2 separate regions of the Gossypium hirsutum genome follow, and region 2 is linked to region 1. A link is a contact called in public Hi-C data. All regions are on one chromosome and are shown on one strand. Each heading gives the region's core, a stretch centred on a gene start, on an enhancer-like site or on the middle of the called end of the contact. The rest is flanking DNA. Distances are from core to core; before and after follow the strand shown.

Region 1 (5,262 bases), core at 1,331-3,830:
TAAAATCTTTTCAAAATTTCGACACTAAGACATTAAACAATCAATTCGGTACCAATTTTGGGCGTCACGAGGGTGCTAATCCTTCCTCGTGCGTAACCGACTCTCGAACCAGTTTTCTCAAAATTCGTAGACCTAAAATTGTTTTTAAGGTGATCCGATCACACCTCATTAAAGATCGGTGGCGACTCCAATTTTCATTTTTTAAAAAAAAAAGTTTCGACATGAGAATATGGGGAGAATTCCAGTAAGTCCTTTTGGTTTGAAATTGGGTTCTTAATTTACTCTCCTTTCATCCATTCCTATTAATGGACAACAAACCTTGTTCTTTCCTCTTCCTTTCGTCACATTTTATTCATTTATGTAACATTACTTCCAACAACTTGTAAAAGTTTAAAGAAAGATGAAATGAAAAAATAAAAAAGAACAATATTGATAAATGAAACATGTATGCTAAAATTGGGCCAATGTACCTTTCAAGTCCCTCTTTGATAGGGATTGAATCAAATTAATCACTCTATTATTACATAGATTAATTTAATCCATGTATTATTAAAAAGAATCAAATAAAGTAGCATTTCAATAGAGCTAACATTTATGGTTTTAAAAATGACACTTATGTTTAATAGAGGTAAATATTGAACGATTTTTATGATTTTACACATGAAATGTTTTGTTTGGAATTGAATTGTAAATGAAAAATAACTTTCTTGTCATTTTTTAAATAGTAAATGTTTAGGTAAGTTCTAGTATGACATTATTTAATTCTTTTTAATAATAAAAAGATTAAATTAATCCAGTAATTAAATTCAGTTCATATAAAAAGAAGACTTCTCAATTACTCTCACCAAAATTTTTTTTAATGAAAATTAGAAGTTGTTGACTGTTAAAAATATTGGTGTTTAAAAATATCTATAGTTATTTTAACTTTAAATATGATTTTTAATTTAAAATAGTAAAAAGAAAAAAAACTAAAAATCTTTATAATTATATGTTGTTTTTATTTACTTTTCTTTATAAAATTTCACTAATTAAAATAATACCCAATTAATTACTAAACTTTGTCAATTTTTTTATATTAATATAGACTAAATATAAGTATATAACTTGAATTAATATATTTAGTATATGGGCAGTTAACAAAATAGTCACTCTGATTTCAATTTAGTCACTCAACTTTCGAAAATAACAAATCAGTTATTTTAACTATTTTTCATTACAGACGTAATGAAAAAGTGACGTGACATCCTACTGGTCAGTAGGACTAATTGCTGTTAATTGGGATGGACAGTAAAATTTCATATTAAACTAAAAGGATCTTTTAGTTTACTGGCCCATTTTAAAATTTTACTGGTCACATCAGCTAGTTAACTGGCCACGTCAGCGATCCCATTAAGCCTGTGAGGGAAAATGTTAATGAGTGACCGATTTGTCATTTTTCGATAATGTTAGTGACTGATTTATTATTTTTCGAAAGGTGAGTGACTGAATTGAAATCAGACTGACTGTTTTGTCAGCTACATCAAAGTTGAATTTACCCATAAAAAAATTAAAAGGGATTATTCATAAAATTAATGAAGTGTCACATCATAATTAATACTAGATATGATACGCTCAAGATGTGGGTGAAAATAGAATGATGTAACAAATATATTTATAAAAAATTAATATAAAAATAAATGAGACTTTGGTTGAAATGATAAAGATATTCAAAATTATAGCGTCCTAAGTTCAAATCTTATTATGTGTATATTCTTCTATTTTTAACGTAAAAGATGTAAAAAAAAATACTTTTAAAATAATATAATTTACTTTGTAAACAATGGTATTTTGTTATTATTCAACTAATTTGGTGTCTCTGATTGATTCATGACACCATTTCAATCAAGATTTTAATATATACTAGATTATAACATTTTATATTATTTGTTTTACAGATTAAAATATAGATTTTTGTTAAATGAAGAGACTTTAAAGGTTCCCCTGAAACGCAAGAAAATGTGGAAGCAATTGGTATGGTGTGAGATTTGAGAGTGTACGGTTGTAAACCAACCCAAGTATCCATAACCAGCAGTTTTACTAGCTTAGGCTAATTGAAATGCAATAGAAGAGGGTAAAGAGGCCCATGCCATTGCTGTGTTAGGTACATTACAATTTTATTCTAAATAGGGAAATTCTTTTAAATATCAAATTTTAATTGATTATTTTAAATCAAGGATGGTACCATTTTACTTGAATTCTGATTTCACCGATCAAAATTATTATTTTAATACATTTTAAAATTGTACTAAAATGACAAACATTTTAGTGTAGAATGGCGAAATTCGTGTAGCAGAGGTTGATTTCTTGTTTAGCCTGCTTCTCTGTAATAGCAGGAACCCAATATTAATTTGTTTAGGAGTCTAAAGAAAACCATAGTAGATTTTGGTGTAATAGCCCATTTAAGTGACTCTACTCAACCAAATGCAAACCCAACCATTCTTTATTCATATAAATTAAAAGCTACACTTTGTTTCATTTTATCAATTTGGGCTCATTTTATATTGCCGGGGTCGAATAAAAAAGAAGCTTCTCTGAAATGCGTTTGCCGGGAGTCGAACCGGGTCTATTGATTGGAAGGCAATTATCCTAACCGTTGGACTACAAACGCTTTATTAGTGTCTTTCAAGAGACAAATATTCATAAAGATTGCGTTTGCTTTGGGCTGCAATTATTGGATTGAAATGCAAGAAAATGAGCAAGCAATTGGTTGTGAACCAACTCAAGTATCCATATCAAGCAGTTTTACTAGCTTAGGCTAATTTAAATGCAAGAGATGAGGGGGAAAGCAGGGCCATGTGATTGCTGTCTTAGGTGGATTAGAATTGGATGACATTTTGGGTGGTTCTATAAACTTCAGTTCTAAGGATGCATAGCTAGTTTGAATAGGACACTTGTCTTGACATAGAAATCGATCATATCTAGTAATGTGCAATGTGTGATAAAGAAACATAAGATTTCAGTATGTTCATCTATCATGCAACATTAACTGCAGCTGCCAATTGCAAAAGGATATCATATTACGGAATACTCAATTGGTTGCTTAAGTGGATGCTGGACAAAGTGATAAAAGCCTTGGATTGTGATACTGTTTGAGAGAATATGCCACCAAATGTAACATTACTTTCTCATCGCTTATTTCTATATGTATTTAGCAATGCCAAAACTTATTACAACTACAAAAAAACTTATCCTTGCATCAAGTTCTATCCCAAAATGTCTTTCACAATACAAAATTTGTTTTTAATTATATAAATTACCAAATATAGTTATTTTATTAATGAATTAATTTAATCGTTTTAATAACTACAAATTTTGTTACAAAACATTTAACACAAGCCAAAACCATTACGTAACAACAAGTATTGGTTGAAAACCAATCGAAACGTTATAATTTAAACATCAAATCCTTTAATTGTTTGTGTATTAAATTATGCAACTACTAAATATTATTGCTTAAAATTTATTTTAATAATCATAAAATATGGTTTTCAAATATTTTATATAACAATAATACAATGATTGTGTCCAAGTGTAATAATTTCATCATATTTGATGAATTAATAAAATGATAAAATTGATTCTTTGTAGAAATATACAAATATCAATGCCGATATGTCCTCAATTGTTACATGTATAAGAAAATATGATTAATTAATTACCTACGATAAACTAATAAGAAGTTGCATCACAAATATTATTTTGAATTTTGGAAGAAAATTTTCATAGTTCAAGGGGTTACGAGGAGCAAGTAACTTATGCGAAAACTATTATATTGTTTAAAATCCCCACAAGGAGATAGTTGTGTTGGCTACTGAAGTGAGCTAAGTAAATATATAGATGTGTTAGTCCGGCCTGAAAGGACATTAAACTAAACCAAAGATAAATTAATCTTAAATCCATATATAGATTAATTCTCTTAAGACATTCATTATGTGCTTACTTTAATCTTGAGCAAGTGAATAAACTATATATGAATAACTTGTATACTTTAATGTATTAATAATCAATGCGCCTCGAAGTAGAAAGAAAAAAATTGGAGCTACTTATGTTCCAAAAAGTAATCAAACTTGATGAATGAATAACATAAAAAAAGATCTAGAGTGCGATAACACATATGACAAATATATCATTAGATGGAGCTAATAATGATCAAAAACAACTTAACAATTTAGATGTATTTTGAGATTATAAGTAATATTAACTTCTTGTTATAAGAAAGATTGTTGAATCAATCTTTTACTTTTAATGTGATTTAATTACACCCAATCTATGATGCCGCTGAGGTTGGTGAGAAATAAACGAGTGATGGTTGTCTATTTAAAGGAAACTTGAAAGTTAAAAGTCATCTTGGCTGATCCAACCAACAACAAGATGGAGTTTTGGGATCTAAGTTGTTCGATTGGAGATGATTATGGTTGGAACTTGGAATGCCATACAAGTTAAATGGTTAGCCACTTCCATATTCTAAGACTAGCTTTTAATTTGCCCTTATGACTTATATTTTCCCTTTCCAGGACTACTTTCTACTGCAAATGTGGGCAAATGTAGGACTTAGAAGGCAAGAAACTGCTTGGCTTGAGCTTTAAGATAATCATTAAATATACATTATATCAGCTATTTTCACCTTTTGGGTGATGAGCAACGAGGACTCAGTATATTAAAGTGAAGACAGTTCGGCAGTATCTTTCTTAGCGCACTAAGAACACTCATATTGAATTGATTATCATTGGAGTGAGACTGAGACCAAGACCTGTCGACTTAACCACCTTAAAACACATAAAGTGTCATCATGAATGAAGCAAAGTTTAGGTGAACTGTATTTAGGTCAACTGGATATTCATCATGGTAACATAAAGCTAGCCATGGCCTGTAAAATATTAGGTGAGATCTAGTGGAATAAATTACTCTCTATCGGTTAAAACTCCATTAATGGGACGACTTTGAGAACACAGGGCAGGGACCTCAAAGTAATTTATGCAAGCTGCCAATGGCCGAAGGGGTTAAGGCTCCTTTCTTTCTAATGATTTTGTAGGTATCGAAATTCAATTTATTTTCTTGTGTACGGTTGTGGCTCTAAAATATCATTATTATCTTAATCATGTTGTTTTCCATTGATCCTTCAAACCTATTTAAAACTTAAAAACACTCATGAGTGATGACCCACATGACAGGGTCAGGGTATTAAAAAATTTTCCAGTTTGGCTTGAAATGAAATAAAGAAAG
Region 2 (5,262 bases), core at 1,874-4,373, 57 kb after region 1:
ACACAACTTGCCTCAAAAATATCAATTAAAATTAATTTTTACCACTATAAATAGCATTCAACATTTAAAAATTTTCAAACAATAACATCTAAAAATATCAACATTATTCATGGAACTCCATATATAGGTTTTGTTGTCTCAACTCGTTTTATATCTATATACAATCCAAGATTATAGTGAAAAATATTTGTTTGCACTTTTGATTCTATACTTCACATCATGAACTTGAGGTACATTGTGATTTAGTCGAATCTGATTATTATTTGCTATTTCCATAGCAAGGCCCCTTCCCCCCCCAAAAAAAAAATATGTTGGCATTGATATTTTAGACGTATCTAAAAGATAATGAAGCATTAAGATACCCCTGTTGTTATTTAGCCCATCCCCTTTCGGAAATAGTTTCTATTTCTATGTTTCTTTCTTGTCACTTTCCCCCACTTCTTTCGTTTTGGAAATTCCTTTCAGTTTCTTAGCTAGAATGGGTGATGATATTTTGCCTAAATAGTAAACACATCTAATAAATAACAAAATACTAAAGTTTCCAGTGATAGAATTTTTAAACTCTGATACAAGATACTTATTAGATCAAATAAGTACATTAGACTTAATAAAATTATTTTGTTGTTTCCTGACTAATACCAACCCATTTCATCAATAAAGTATGACCAATTAACCAACCAACAAAACTACTTGTTAAAAATTACATATTGTTGTTGCATCAAAACATATAAATGTTGACTAATGTGGCTAACACTAAGCTTAACAAAATGAAATGGTTGAATAATTGAATAATGAGATTATTCAAGAATACACATTGAATGTTAAGATTACGCATTGAATTTTTGGTAGGACGTCTATAATAATAATAAAAAGTCTTTTTGATTGTTCCCGAAGAAATGGAATTATTTTAATTAAAAATAATTTTAATTTTTTAGGAAGTTGGATTTTTATTTGATTAAATATACTTTAATTTTAATTATTTTAAAGAAGTTTGAAGTATATATTTTCTTTAATTTATTTCATATTATTTTTTATAATACAATTAAATTATTTAGTTTCAATTGTTGCTTCATTTATGAAAATAAACTATTATAAATTTGAAAATATATATTATGATAATCTTCTTTTACTTTTATTCAAACTCGTAATCTATCTTCATTTATATGAAATAGAAATATTTCATTAAATAATAAAAATATAAACACATGTATTCGCATGCAATATATGTGACATTGAAAACTAATGATAATTAAAACAATATGTTAAAAGTCACTTCGGATATAATGTGACCTAAAAAGAAAATTCAGTTATTGAGCCGACTTACAACATTAAAATAAATAAATTAAAAGATTTTTTATTCAAATAAAAAATTTATCTTAAATAAATAATTCAACAACTTTATAGTTGAATATTTTTATGAAATATTATCAATATTTGTAATAAACTAATCAAATTTATTAATAAGGAAAATCTTATTATTTAAAATTATTCATTTTAAAAAATTTTCAAATATAACTTTTTAAATTATACAATTGCCTTAATTATGATTTAAATATGTTATATATACTTTAATTTCTTTTATTAACGATTATTTATATTAATTAAATATTAAATAATGCGGATATTCACTTACAACACACGTGATTGGAAATTTAGTATTAAAAATATGTATGATAGGTAAAGAATTATTTGGTAATTAAAAATTATAATAAATATATTTTTAATTAAAATGATAAAAAAATCTAAATATCATATATAATATTTTATTCTTTTATTTTATAAATTTGATATTTTTAAGTTTGAATATCATAAGTTTTTTTTTAGTAGGTTTGTAATTTTGATAAATAGAAGAGAATTAAATTAATACTTATGTAGTAGTACTCATATAGTGTGAAAAGGACAAAAAAATCCTTGTTTACGAGGAGACAAAATAGTTATTGAAAAATTAAAAAGTTTGGACTTACTAAGAGGAAAAAATATATTTGGAAGAGATTAAAAAAAAAAGTGGGTCAATTGCAAAAGTTTGTGAAAATTGAACGATTGTGGTTTTTTTTTATATAAATTTCAAAATTATATATGAATTTTGATTTATTGTGTAAATATATAAATTTTGATTTTGTATAATTTTATGTGTGTTTAGTTCAATTTGCATAAACAAGTAACATCATTATTGATATAACATCATTTTATATTAACATATTATATTGCGTACATAAATAATTATACTTATCAAATATAAAAATAATTTGATGTATTTATTTCTTTTAAATATATACAATTAAATCAAAATAAAAAAAATTATTCATAAATTTGAACCAAAATCAAAGTTTAATGTTTATAACCACACAAAATCAAATTTCATATGTTAAATTCACACTAAATAATAGTTCATGACTAATTTTAATATTTATCTTTTTTTAAAGAATTTCCGTATCTTATTTGCATTTAGTTACATTATTATCTAAAAATAATTATTTGTTTGATATTTCTTTTAAATTGAGTTGATATCAAACCTAATCATTGGTTGGATCGAGTAGGTGTAGAATTTAGACCCCTAAAATTCTAATCAAGCCCAAGTCAAATTAAAAATATTAAACTCGAACCTAATCTCCCCGCTCGTATTAAAATTTTTATATTATTTTTATATAAAAACGAATTTAAAAAATATAATACATAAAAGAATAAATCAAAACTCGGTTTGCATCCTTCGTTATAGACTGGGGTTTTCTTATAAACATACCTTAATTTTATTGAAGCTGAATTTATTAGCATTTAAAGTTAATTTCCATGAGCTTCTTGTTTAATCATTTTACAATACAAAGTTACGAATATCATTTCTATATATTTTGCTGACTCTATTTATTTCAATTTCTCTTCCTCGAAAAAATGGATTAACTTCTTCAAATTTACTTTCCTTGGATCCATAAGATAGAAACCTGCAGATGTTAGTTTCAAAAGGTAGGCAACAAAGGAAAAAGAAATATATCAGCATGTAATTCGAGTTGGGCTGAGTTCAAACCAAAAAATCCTATTCAAGTTCTGGCATATTTAGAAAATAAGTCTTATATTTGTTCAAATTTATTTTTACTTAAATTTATTCAAGTGAATTTTCAAACTTAAGCGAAATGGCCGACCATTGGTCAGATGTAGTTGATATTCATTTAACTTTTGTGACGAATTTCACCAGGAAAACATGTCTTCAGACTTCAAGAGGAAGTTGTATGGCACACTATATTTCGGTTATATTATAGCAGACGAGAAGCGGAGAGGTTTAGAATTTAACGTAAACGACAACAGGCGAAAAACACGTCAAGAGACAAATCAGAAGTCAGCAGCAACAAGTTGATTGACGCCCTTAACCAGCACCATTTGGATGCACTCAATTAGGTGATCATCACATGTGGCTCCTCGGTTTACACGTCAGCTTCCTTTGTTACATCGATATCCGTTATTATGTTTGTCCCTGCTATTCCGGATGAGCAACGAGTGGCCCTAAACACCTCACTCACAATAACCCCCCTTCACTCCCCACGGATCAAATCGAGTTCATCAAACTCTTAAACCCTGCGTAAACCCCTGTTTTGGCCAAACATTTATATTTTCTTTGTGTTTCAATTCAAGATGGCTACTTTGTCTAGGTTTGTTGTCAAAGATTGCAATTTTCATAAACATCATGCCGTGTGCAGAACATCATCGTCTTTGGTTCCTTCCAGAACGCTACGGAGAGCTCATCTGGGTATTGTCTTTGATGATTGCTTTCTGGGTTGTCTTTAGTTGCTTGTTTATCACATCTTTTTATATGAATCTGCAGATGTTAGAGCTGGCATTTCTTTGCCTGAGAATGGAAAAGGTTTTGCAATTCAACGTAAGCCAAGTGGTCCCCTTGTTTCTCTTGCAGCTCCTGCCTCGATAACTCCTGCTTCAAGGTGGTTTCCAAGTCGGGAGAGTGCATGTTTCAGTGTTATATTCATTAATAAAAACTTGGGACCTGCAAGCCAATGACGCAAAGCTAGCTGATTTAATAATTATAAATTATGGGAGTGATTTATATATGTATATATAGAAAAAGAGGTTTAGTGCTAAGTGCCATTTTATGCCTTTTGGCAACGAAGGAAGTAAGACTAGTAAAAATAGGTTGCCTTCAAGATCCTTGCAAGGTGGCTAGCTTGTTTTCGTTAGCCCTTCCTATTATCTTCTTCTTTTTTTTAATCTGAAAAACCCAAGAAAGAAATAAAAAGATTTCAATTTTTTTTGCTTTTTTTCGAAAAGGGAGGTTTTTGAACCATACGGCCGCAGTTGACAGTTGCTCCACCGCCGGAGGCTGGAGAATTCTCCGACGGCGGAGCTTGGCCGGAAAAACAACTGAGTAGAGACTGCTGAGGGACGAAACAGAAAGGAGAAAATAGAAAAAAATATATTTTCTGAAAATGATAGGAAAAATGAAATGAAATCAGTTTAGACAACCAACTTAGCTGCATGATTTGATTTTTAGGATTTTGCTTAGGTCCTTGTACCCTAGGCGACGTTATCAAAGTTAGCTTCCAATTTGTGCACTCCTTTTTTAGCACTTAAGAATGATCGAATCTCTATATCCAGGGGTCCCCAAGTTATCTGCAATGCTGCTGCCAATGTATCCGGAGATATTCCTACACCAAGTGGGATGAGCAAGTATGAGAGAATAATTGAAACTTTGACAACTCTTTTCCCTGTGTGGGTGCGTGTTTTATTCTGTTAGTGTGTCTGACAAAACTCTACCTGATTTTTCATCTTTAGCTTTACATTATAACTTTAATTTACTGAACAGGTTATTTTGGGAACTATTATCGGCATATACAAGCCAGCTGCGGTAATATTCAATTCTCTGCTTCTTTTAGTGAATGATTATTCAAATGTTGCTTAGCTACCTAACCATTTATTCCCTCTTGAAGGTAACATGGTTGGAGACAGATCTTTTCACTGTTGGACTAGGTTTCCTCATGCTTTCAATGGGTTTGACATTAACTTTTGAGGATTTCAGACGCTGTCTACGGAACCCATGGACTGTAAGGCAACGTATTCACATATGATTTTAGTTAGTAGACTGCTTATAGAACAGAACTGATCCTATTTTAGTGTCAAATGGTTAAGAGTATTAATTTTCAATTTTGCAGGTAGGTGTAGGATTTCTTGCTCAGTACCTAATCAAGCCTTTTCTAGGATTTGTCATTGCAATGGTAATTCGAAATTTTCTTTTGTGTCAATACCTTATTTTAGGCTAGTTTA

What was found. Hi-C and Micro-C count contacts between places; a contact is called where the count stands out from the background.
Region 2: a contact with region 1 is called in a Hi-C map of leaf, with 2.2 times the contacts expected there. The contact joins the promoter of LOC107901202 here to the enhancer-like site in region 1. A contact is called at or near these places in 8 of 34 Hi-C or Micro-C datasets (hypocotyl, leaf, petal and 1 more).

Annotation. Positions count from the first base shown.
Region 1 is chrD06:9,568,636-9,573,897 of Gossypium_hirsutum_v2.1, forward strand. No RefSeq gene overlaps it. Among protein-coding and RNA genes, the nearest start is that of LOC107901199, 3.7 kb to the left of the region's middle. Within about 2 kb of position 2,581, at least 3 of the 9 cell types and tissues checked have an H3K27ac peak or open chromatin away from gene starts, as enhancers often do. A contact at or near this core is called in hypocotyl and leaf, where this site is marked.
Region 2 is chrD06:9,624,619-9,629,880 of Gossypium_hirsutum_v2.1, forward strand. It overlaps LOC107901202 (sodium/pyruvate cotransporter BASS2, chloroplastic), which reads left to right and starts at 3,124. Exons shown (of 13, transcript XM_016827100.2): 1 at 3,124-3,736; 2 at 3,812-3,926; 3 at 4,597-4,714; 4 at 4,805-4,846; 5 at 4,929-5,042; 6 at 5,151-5,213. The coding sequence starts at 3,622.